Linked DNA regions of Sus scrofa: region 1 is linked to region 2. A link is a contact called in public Hi-C data. All regions are on one chromosome and are shown on one strand. Each heading gives the region's core, a stretch centred on a gene start, on an enhancer-like site or on the middle of the called end of the contact. The rest is flanking DNA. Distances are from core to core; before and after follow the strand shown. Region 1 overlaps LBH (protein LBH). Region 2 has its middle 130 kb from the start of LBH.

Evidence for each region. Hi-C and Micro-C count contacts between places; a contact is called where the count stands out from the background.
Region 1: a Hi-C map of fetal heart ventricle shows a contact between it and region 2, with 3 times the contacts expected there. The contact joins two enhancer-like sites. A contact is called at or near these places in 3 of 47 Hi-C or Micro-C datasets (blood, fetal heart ventricle and heart right ventricle) and 1 of 2 datasets of contacts at active chromatin or transcription factors (skeletal muscle).

The regions. Positions count from the first base shown.
Region 1 is chr3:109,096,089-109,100,036 of Sscrofa11.1, forward strand. The region is part of intron 2 of LBH (protein LBH); the gene reads right to left. Among named protein-coding and RNA genes, the nearest start is that of LBH, 15 kb to the right of the region's middle. Within about 2 kb of position 1,478, at least 11 of the 83 cell types and tissues checked have an H3K27ac peak or open chromatin away from gene starts, as enhancers often do.
Region 2 is chr3:108,978,424-108,982,110 of Sscrofa11.1, forward strand. No RefSeq gene overlaps it. Among named protein-coding and RNA genes, the nearest start is that of LBH, 130 kb to the right of the region's middle. Within about 2 kb of position 1,873, at least 11 of the 83 cell types and tissues checked have an H3K27ac peak or open chromatin away from gene starts, as enhancers often do.

The DNA of each region.
Region 1 (3,948 bases), core at 228-2,727, 120 kb after region 2:
TTGGGAAAACCAAGGATGCCGCTCAGATCCAGGGTGGACAAGTGTTTCAAGCTCTACAAAGTAAAGGCCGAAGATGGGTTCAAGGCATACTATTAACTCTGCCTGGGAACCACTTCGTGTTCAAGTTAGAAGGAAGTCAGATCTAGAGACCAGCTACCTCTGGACTGAGGTTTGTGACTGCCCTCTTGGCCAGGCAGGTTCTACTTTGGGTGAGAGACCCAGAACCTTCCTTTCCGTTGGCTCCAGTAAAATTCCTAGCTGAGTTGCAAGGAATTGCTATCCCTTCAGCTAAATGCTTGGGTGCCTCTTCTATACAGTTTACCTAAAAGGAGCTTCTGAGAGTGTAAGGCAATTAATTCTAGCAGAGAGAGGGCCAAGGGAGCACCCAAACTTTCCTTGAGGTCAAAATGCTAGCAGGACAATGGTCTGGAGAAACCGGTAGTGAATTTTATTTTATTTTTTTTCTAAGACAGGTCTGTGCAATAAGGGGCGCTTCCTCAGTCAAGGAGTGAGAAGCAGGCACAGCATTTAATTCACTGATAAAGAATCCTCCTGAGCTGGGCTTGGAGACAAGTGGAGGACAGGTGGCCAGGTGAGCGGCAGCTGAGGGGGCACGGTGGCTATTTGATTGCAAAGGGGCGAAGCCTCGGCAACTCTGGGCCCCGTGTGAATGAGGGCCTGTCTTCATTCTCCAAGGATTATTTCAGGACTCGAGCCTGAAGGATCATTTCGGGACGTTCACTAGACACCCAGGAATAGCTCTTGGCTCCAATCACAAGATTCGCCACCCAAACTCATCCTTTTCCCTAAGAGGACAATCCTTCTCTCCAGCCACTTGGGTCAGCGTAGAGAAAGTGCTGATGCTATGAAAATCCACGCCACAGGACGGCCCGGGTAGAGGGATGATCCTCAGTGTAGGAAAGAGAGAGAGGAAGGGTCTAATCAATCACAGAGCCTTCGCTAAGCGACTGTTCACAGGACCCCGTGCCTGGCATTGTGGGAGCAAAGGGCCACCCAAGACACAGACCCGGGGTCTGGAGAGTGATGAACGCACCAGGGCTTGAGAGGCCTCAGGCCTAACACAGGCCCTTTGAGAGCAGGCTGGGTTGTATGGCTCCAGTGTGTGACATGTTGGCTAGGGAAGTGAAGCGGGCTTGTTCTCCCCCTGGCCATGCTACAGACTCACTGTTGTGACCACGGTGTGTGTGCTGGGCCAGGGCATCTCTGCAGGCCCGCACCCGGGGGCATTCCAGAACAGCGAATGCCATGCTGACGTCAAGGCTTCTTTCGGGCCCTGAAAGGAAGGTGCTGGCTCCCTCGTACGAAGGAGACGCGACTTGAATAAAGTGGGCACTGACTTAGAAGGAGACAGCATACGCCCACACAGGGTCCGTGCAACGTGCTTCGGAGCCACATGGTCCTAACCCCTCTTTTGTGTCCCCGTCTTGCGAGGTGTCCCGAGCAGGGAGCCGGGTGGACGGGCTAGGGATAGGAGAAAGAAACCTCACTGGGTTTCCAGCAACATGTTCTGTCCATGACCGCACATCTCCTGCCAAGTGCTCTGGAATTTCAGCTTTATGTCTCTCCAGGGACAACTGAGGCTTTTTAAGTCTGATGTGAACGATGATTTCCTGGTGCCTGTGGGACTTCTGCGCGCCTGCTCAGGAGGGCCTCCAAAATTCTTGAGAACATGTGGGTACCACAGCTGGGGGCGGGGGGGTACCCAAGAGCCAAGGGCACCAGGAGGAGGAGACAAAGGAAGGTGATGACTTAGGCCTGGAGTGGCCTCGTGAGCAGGGGCTTGAGGGAGACGGAGCAGAGACACACGCAGGAACCCCGACCCATCACTCATTTCCACACCTGCATTTACACAGGTGGGAACAGGGAGAGCCAGGCTCGGGGGTCTCGCTTCAGTGGAGATGTGTGTGAAGAGAAGCGTTTCTGAGCTACGGCCGGACTTGTGAGGTTCCACCGAGCCTGTTCTCTGAGAGAGGAGATGCTGCTTCTGATAGAGAGTGAGGAGGGGGAGATAAAGGAGCCGACTACTGCTGGGTCTTGGCGACAGAAGAGGCAGAGCTCCTGTGTGGGGAGGGCCTGGTTCTCAGCCAGCGCAGCACACAGACCTGACCTGGTGCAGAGCTAAAACCGAGGCTCGGGGATGGCAAGAAGCTGACGACAGGGCTTGGCACGGCCCCTCCTCCCTGTCATAGAAAACACCAGGATTTTCCCTCCCTCCTGTCTTGAGAAGCACAGGGAAGAGGCAGGGAAGCTCTTAGGGCAGTGGATGGAAGGGAAGGCCCAGGACACGGGGCACTGTGATGCGTGTAGGATTAGCTCCTCTGGTTTATGGCACATCCGCCTGGCTTCCCCGAGGACAGCCCGCTGCCCCTCTGACTGGTGGATGGACGTCAAATGGCAGGAGTGTGTGACCACAAAGAGTGGGAGGGATACAGGGATGCCGGTGAGGGACACGTGTGCCGATCAGAGAGGAATTCAAAGAGCCTAGGGAATGATAAAAGTTATCAGGCCGTGGTCCAGATGCTTTATTTTTTTGTTGTTGTTTTTGTTTTGTTTTGTTTTGTTTTTAGGGCCGCACCCATGGCATATGGAAGTTCCCAGGCTAGGGGTGGAATTGGAGCTACATCTGCCAGCCTACACCACAGCCCCAGCAACACTAGATCTGAGCCGCATCTGTGACCTACACCACAGCTCACAGATCCTTAACCCACTGAGCAAGGCCAGGGATCAAACCTGCATCCTTAAGGGTACCAATCAGGTTCTTAACCCACTGAGCCACAACAGGAACCCCAGGGCAGTTGCTTTAGAAGGTACAATTTCAAATGAAAACCAAGGAGCCATATCTCATCTAGGACTTAACAAGGGAGATAACACTGCTGCAGCCTCAGCACGCTGTGCTGGGGAAAATTAGACAGTAAGGCCAGAATGCAATGGGCCCTTGACGTGTGGCAGCATCAGTGTCCACAGACAAAAGCCCAGAACCCTTCCCCATACAGGGCTCAGACCAACTCAGGCACAGCAGGAAGGGGATCCAGTCAGAGAGGCATTCCAGAATGCCACATTCTTAGAGCCCCTGGGCGGTGGTGGGGGGCCTGCAAGGCAGCCTGAATTAGGGAAAGTATAAAGGCATTAGGTGCAGACATTCCTGTCCTGTGGGCTGGAAAACAGGAGGCCCACAGATGCAGTATGAGGGAGGGAGCTGCAGCCAACAAGGACATAAATGTCCTCACAGAGGGCCCCCCACCCCCAACACACACTCAGCCCTGTGAGCTGGCGGCCACCCACACCCCTCCCAAAATGTACTCAAGACTTTCTAGTAAGCGTTTACTCACCCACCCGACAGGTGTCATCATTCATGCCAAGCGAGAGAGCAGACATGGATTTCACGTATTGAATAGACTCTCTAAATAAATGTTAAGACAAAACAAGGCACTGGCTCTGTCGATTTTTATATATGCTCATAAAACAGCACTAACTCCCTAAGCACAAGAGATAGGGCTTACCCCAATCTTTCAGGAGATACAGAGCTATCTATCTGAGCCTGGGGAGGCCCTTTAAAAATTCTAAGGCAGAAGTGAAGGTAGGCAGCTTTAGAATCAGAAGGGATTTCACTGAAACAATCACTGTCCGCCTTGCACCTGCTCTGTGAAGGCCCTGAGCCAGTAGGCACCTTGGGTTGGGAGGGGCCACTGAGGGGTTAGTGGCTGATGGCCACGAAGAGGGACTCAGTCATCGCCTGTCCTCAGAGCTCTGGGCAGGGAGAAGGTCAGGCAGGACCACGGCAGCATCCTCTAAGCACAAATGCCACACACAGGTATCGGAGAAGAAAGAGGTCACATCTGGGGCAGAGAAATCAGGCAACTTTCATACTGAGTAGGTCTGGAGAGGGTGGGGAATGATTGACAAATTCCAGTGTGCCTATTTATTTTA
Region 2 (3,687 bases), core at 623-3,122:
ATTTAAAAAAAGAACTGAAAAAATTCAAGCCCGAGCCAAGAAGTTCAGCTTTGTCATGTCAATAGTATTTAAAGATGTTATTTGGCCGGAGCTGAAGTTCTGCAAATGAAAAACAACTTGGCTCTCTCCTCTCCTTTCCCTCCCTCGGCCTACGGGTTCCCAGCTCCACCCTTAGCTCTCCACTGAGGCGTCATCTCTTGATGTGGTCCAAAGGTACCCCTCCTGGGAAAATCACTGGTACATTTGATGCCCATTGAGCCCACGCCCTGTTCTCCCTCTGTCACTTGCTTCTGAGGGACGGGGATCTCTCAGCAACCCACCAATCTCTGAGAAGAGTGGCATTGGGGTGGGGTCAGAGCAGCTTCTCATCATTTTAGGGGAGGAAAAATGGAGCCCAAACAAAGGAAGGAACGGGAACAGGAGGAGACACAGAAGTCCCTGCCTACCATGAACTAAGCAGGCTCTAGCAAGTTGCCTTACATGATAATGTATTAGAGGCTCAGACAACCCTGGGCGATGGATACTACGGGCAGTTATGTCTCTGTTTTATAGATGAGAATATTGAAGCTCAGAGGGGTTAAATGAGTTATCTAAAGTCACGTGTTTAGTATGTGGCCAGATCTTTTGGATTCCAAACCTCATGTGTCTTCAATCACATATAGGGAAGTGATTAGTTCTGAGTCAGGGAGCCATCTGAGGCCCCTGTCAAAATGTATTCAGCCCTCATTTGTTCTTGCTTTTGAGCATTTGCTGTCAACATTCCCTCAATCTCAGTCAATATTCTAGTCAGCTCTAGGCCAAGTTCACCTCTTCCCTGAAGTTTCCCTCGTTTCCCAAGTCAGAATTACAACCGCATCCTCTGTGCCCCTACAGTGGGTCTATGTTTAACTAACACCTGTGTGGAAGCATCTATGTGGGTCTGACCTGTGGCACATTCGCTGGGGCGTGTAGGTGGTGCTTAATGAAGCCGGGACCTTCTGGTCCAACCTGGCTTCAGCTGAGAAGGAGCAGGTGGAGACAGGTGTGAGGGCCACAGGGCAAAGCAGAGTCTCCCTATTCTGAGGTTTGGTGGGGGTCATTGCTCAAAACCCAGAGGCTGCCAACCTTGTCCTCCACTGGATCCCTCCCCACATCACTCTCAGATTCCCGGGGAAGGCTTCCTTCATCCTGTTGGGACATCGGCAGTACAGGAAACCTTGGGGGATAGAGGTTCTGAGCTTCCTCAAAGCAGAGTATAGGTCTGCTTAAGAAATTGTTGTGAGGAGTTTCCATCGTGGCTCATCTGAGACAAATCTGACTAGCATCCATGAGGACACAGGTTCGATCCCTGGCCTTGCTCAATGAGTTAAGGATCCAGTATTGCTGTGAGCTGTGGTGTAGGTGGCAGATGAGGCTTGGATCTGGTTTTGCTGTGGCTGTGGGCCAGCAGCTACAGCTCCAGTTTGACCCCTAGCCTGGAACCTCCATATGCTGTGATTGTGGCCCTAAAAAGACCAAAAAAAGAAAAAAGAAAAAGAAAAAGAAAAAAAGAAAGAAAGAAAGAAGGAAAGGTCATTGTCACAAATACAATTACAACAATACAATTATGTCCTATGACTCTCCAAGCTCCTCTGCGCCACAGAGCTTCCTGGAAGGAAGCCCATGGCTGCTTCTCTCCCTCACCCTCCCTCCACACTCTCGAAACACTGGCTGGAGCTGATAACATAACACAAGCAGGTGCTTGTGAAATGGCTCTGACTCCCCAGGAGCCCTGGAGGGGCCCGCCTGGGGGCATCTGCAGAATCCGGAGTCCCCTCCCCACCCCTCCCCAGAGCCCTGACTCTCAGCTGTCATCACTGGTGCTTCTAGCTCAGGAGCTAAGCCCTGGCACTTTCCGGGTCTGCAGGAGGCCAAGATTCCTTCCAGAGAAACACTTCGTCTGTCTCCAAGCCCAGGGCCTGTCCCCACTCCAGTGTCTTCATAGCTCAGATTCCTGCAACTATGAAGTGTTGGCACCCAGGGGCATGAGCCCTTCCAGCTGAGTTCCATGAGAAAGGTGATGCCTTTTCCATGAAATACCAGGCCCTTAAGTCCTTTGAACCATTACAGGATTAGAAGACCTAACTCCCACCCCCCAATTCTAGTGACCTCTGATCTAACCTGGATACCCCAGGGGTCCCCTGTGATGGGGCAGAGCGTGGCGGGGAGTCAAAACCTGGGGACGGGGTTCTGGAGCTGGATGAGAAGAGAACGAAGAAATGTTGGCAGCGTATGAAGTGGGAGCTGGGGATCCTGCCTCTGAGGGAGCCACGTCTTAGGTGGGTAACCCTCGTGCAGCGGGAGAGATCACGCATGGTCAGCACCACCTTGACGCCCTCAGAAGGTACCATGTTGGAGACTCTGACAACCTCTCCCATTTAGTCCCACCGCTGGTGTTCCCAGGACAGAGCCTGTGACTTTGGGTGCGCACGCATCAAGGTTGCTGACTTCTATTTCAGGACTATCTTGCATGAAAAGTGTGTCCTTTAAGCATCGGACTCGCGCTCACACGTGACTCAGGCAGGAACGTTTCCTGGCAACCAGGGCACATGCGCACTAAATGGACAACTTCCCTGGGCCGCCACCGTTGCCCCGAAACTAAGGGTCACACAGTGTGGTTCTGCCGAGCATTTCTAGGTCTGGGTGTGTCTGACCAGGCAAAGCAGCAGGACCGGAGCCAACACCACCAAGGAGCCAGAGGGCTGCTCCAGGGTCTGGGACCCTGTGCTCCTAGGCTGTCTTGGCTCCACTTTTCAGAAAGTTTGTTATTTTGAAGTGTCTCCTCACTACATCCTATCTGGGAGCAGCCAGGCTTTGAGTCACTTCCTACAACAATGAAGTGTCTCCAGCACAATGATTTTTTTAAGGCCCTTTTCTCTCGCCCCCTCCTGCACTGAGAGTTATCATTTGCTAAAAGGGTAATTGATCCTTCAAAGTGGAGGGGGTCTTGCCGGTTGAAGAAAGATGCCGTGAGTCTATGAGGTGAGGAGGAAGGCAGGGCTTGCAATAGTAGGAGAGCGAGCTGATGAGGCCTGACATGCTCCCATTGGGAGCGTGAAGGGTAGACCCAGGACAAAGGAAGTTTTGTCTACAACAGCGAAGATAAACGAAGGGCAATGGATTGTTCCTGGGTGGCAACTGTTTGACAGTCTTTCTCTAAATGATTGATTTTCCCTGGAAAGGCCATCGGAAAACAGGCAACTGGAATTCTGCAAATATTTACACCGGCATTTAAAGATTCATTATTTTTTATGACAAAATTGTAGAGTGGTTATGAAAAAGCTAACCATCAAAGACGCAGATGACCAAGAAGGTGAAAGTACCCCGTAATCCCACTGTACCAGGGAAAAAAAAACCCCACTGTTAAAGAGTGTAGCTTATTTATTTATTTATTTATTTATTTATTTATTGTCTTTTTGCCTTTTCTAGGGCCGCCTCCGTGGCATATGGAGGTTCCCAGGCTAGGGGTCGAATCGGAGCTGTAGCCACCCGCCCATGCCAGAGCCACAGCAACACAGGATCCGAGACACATCTGCGACCTACACCACAGCTCACTGCATCCGCCAGATCCTTAACCCACTGAGCGAGGCCAGGGATCGAACCCGCAACCTCATGGTTCCTAGTTGGATTTGTTAACCCACTGAGCTACGATGGGAACTCCAAGAGCAT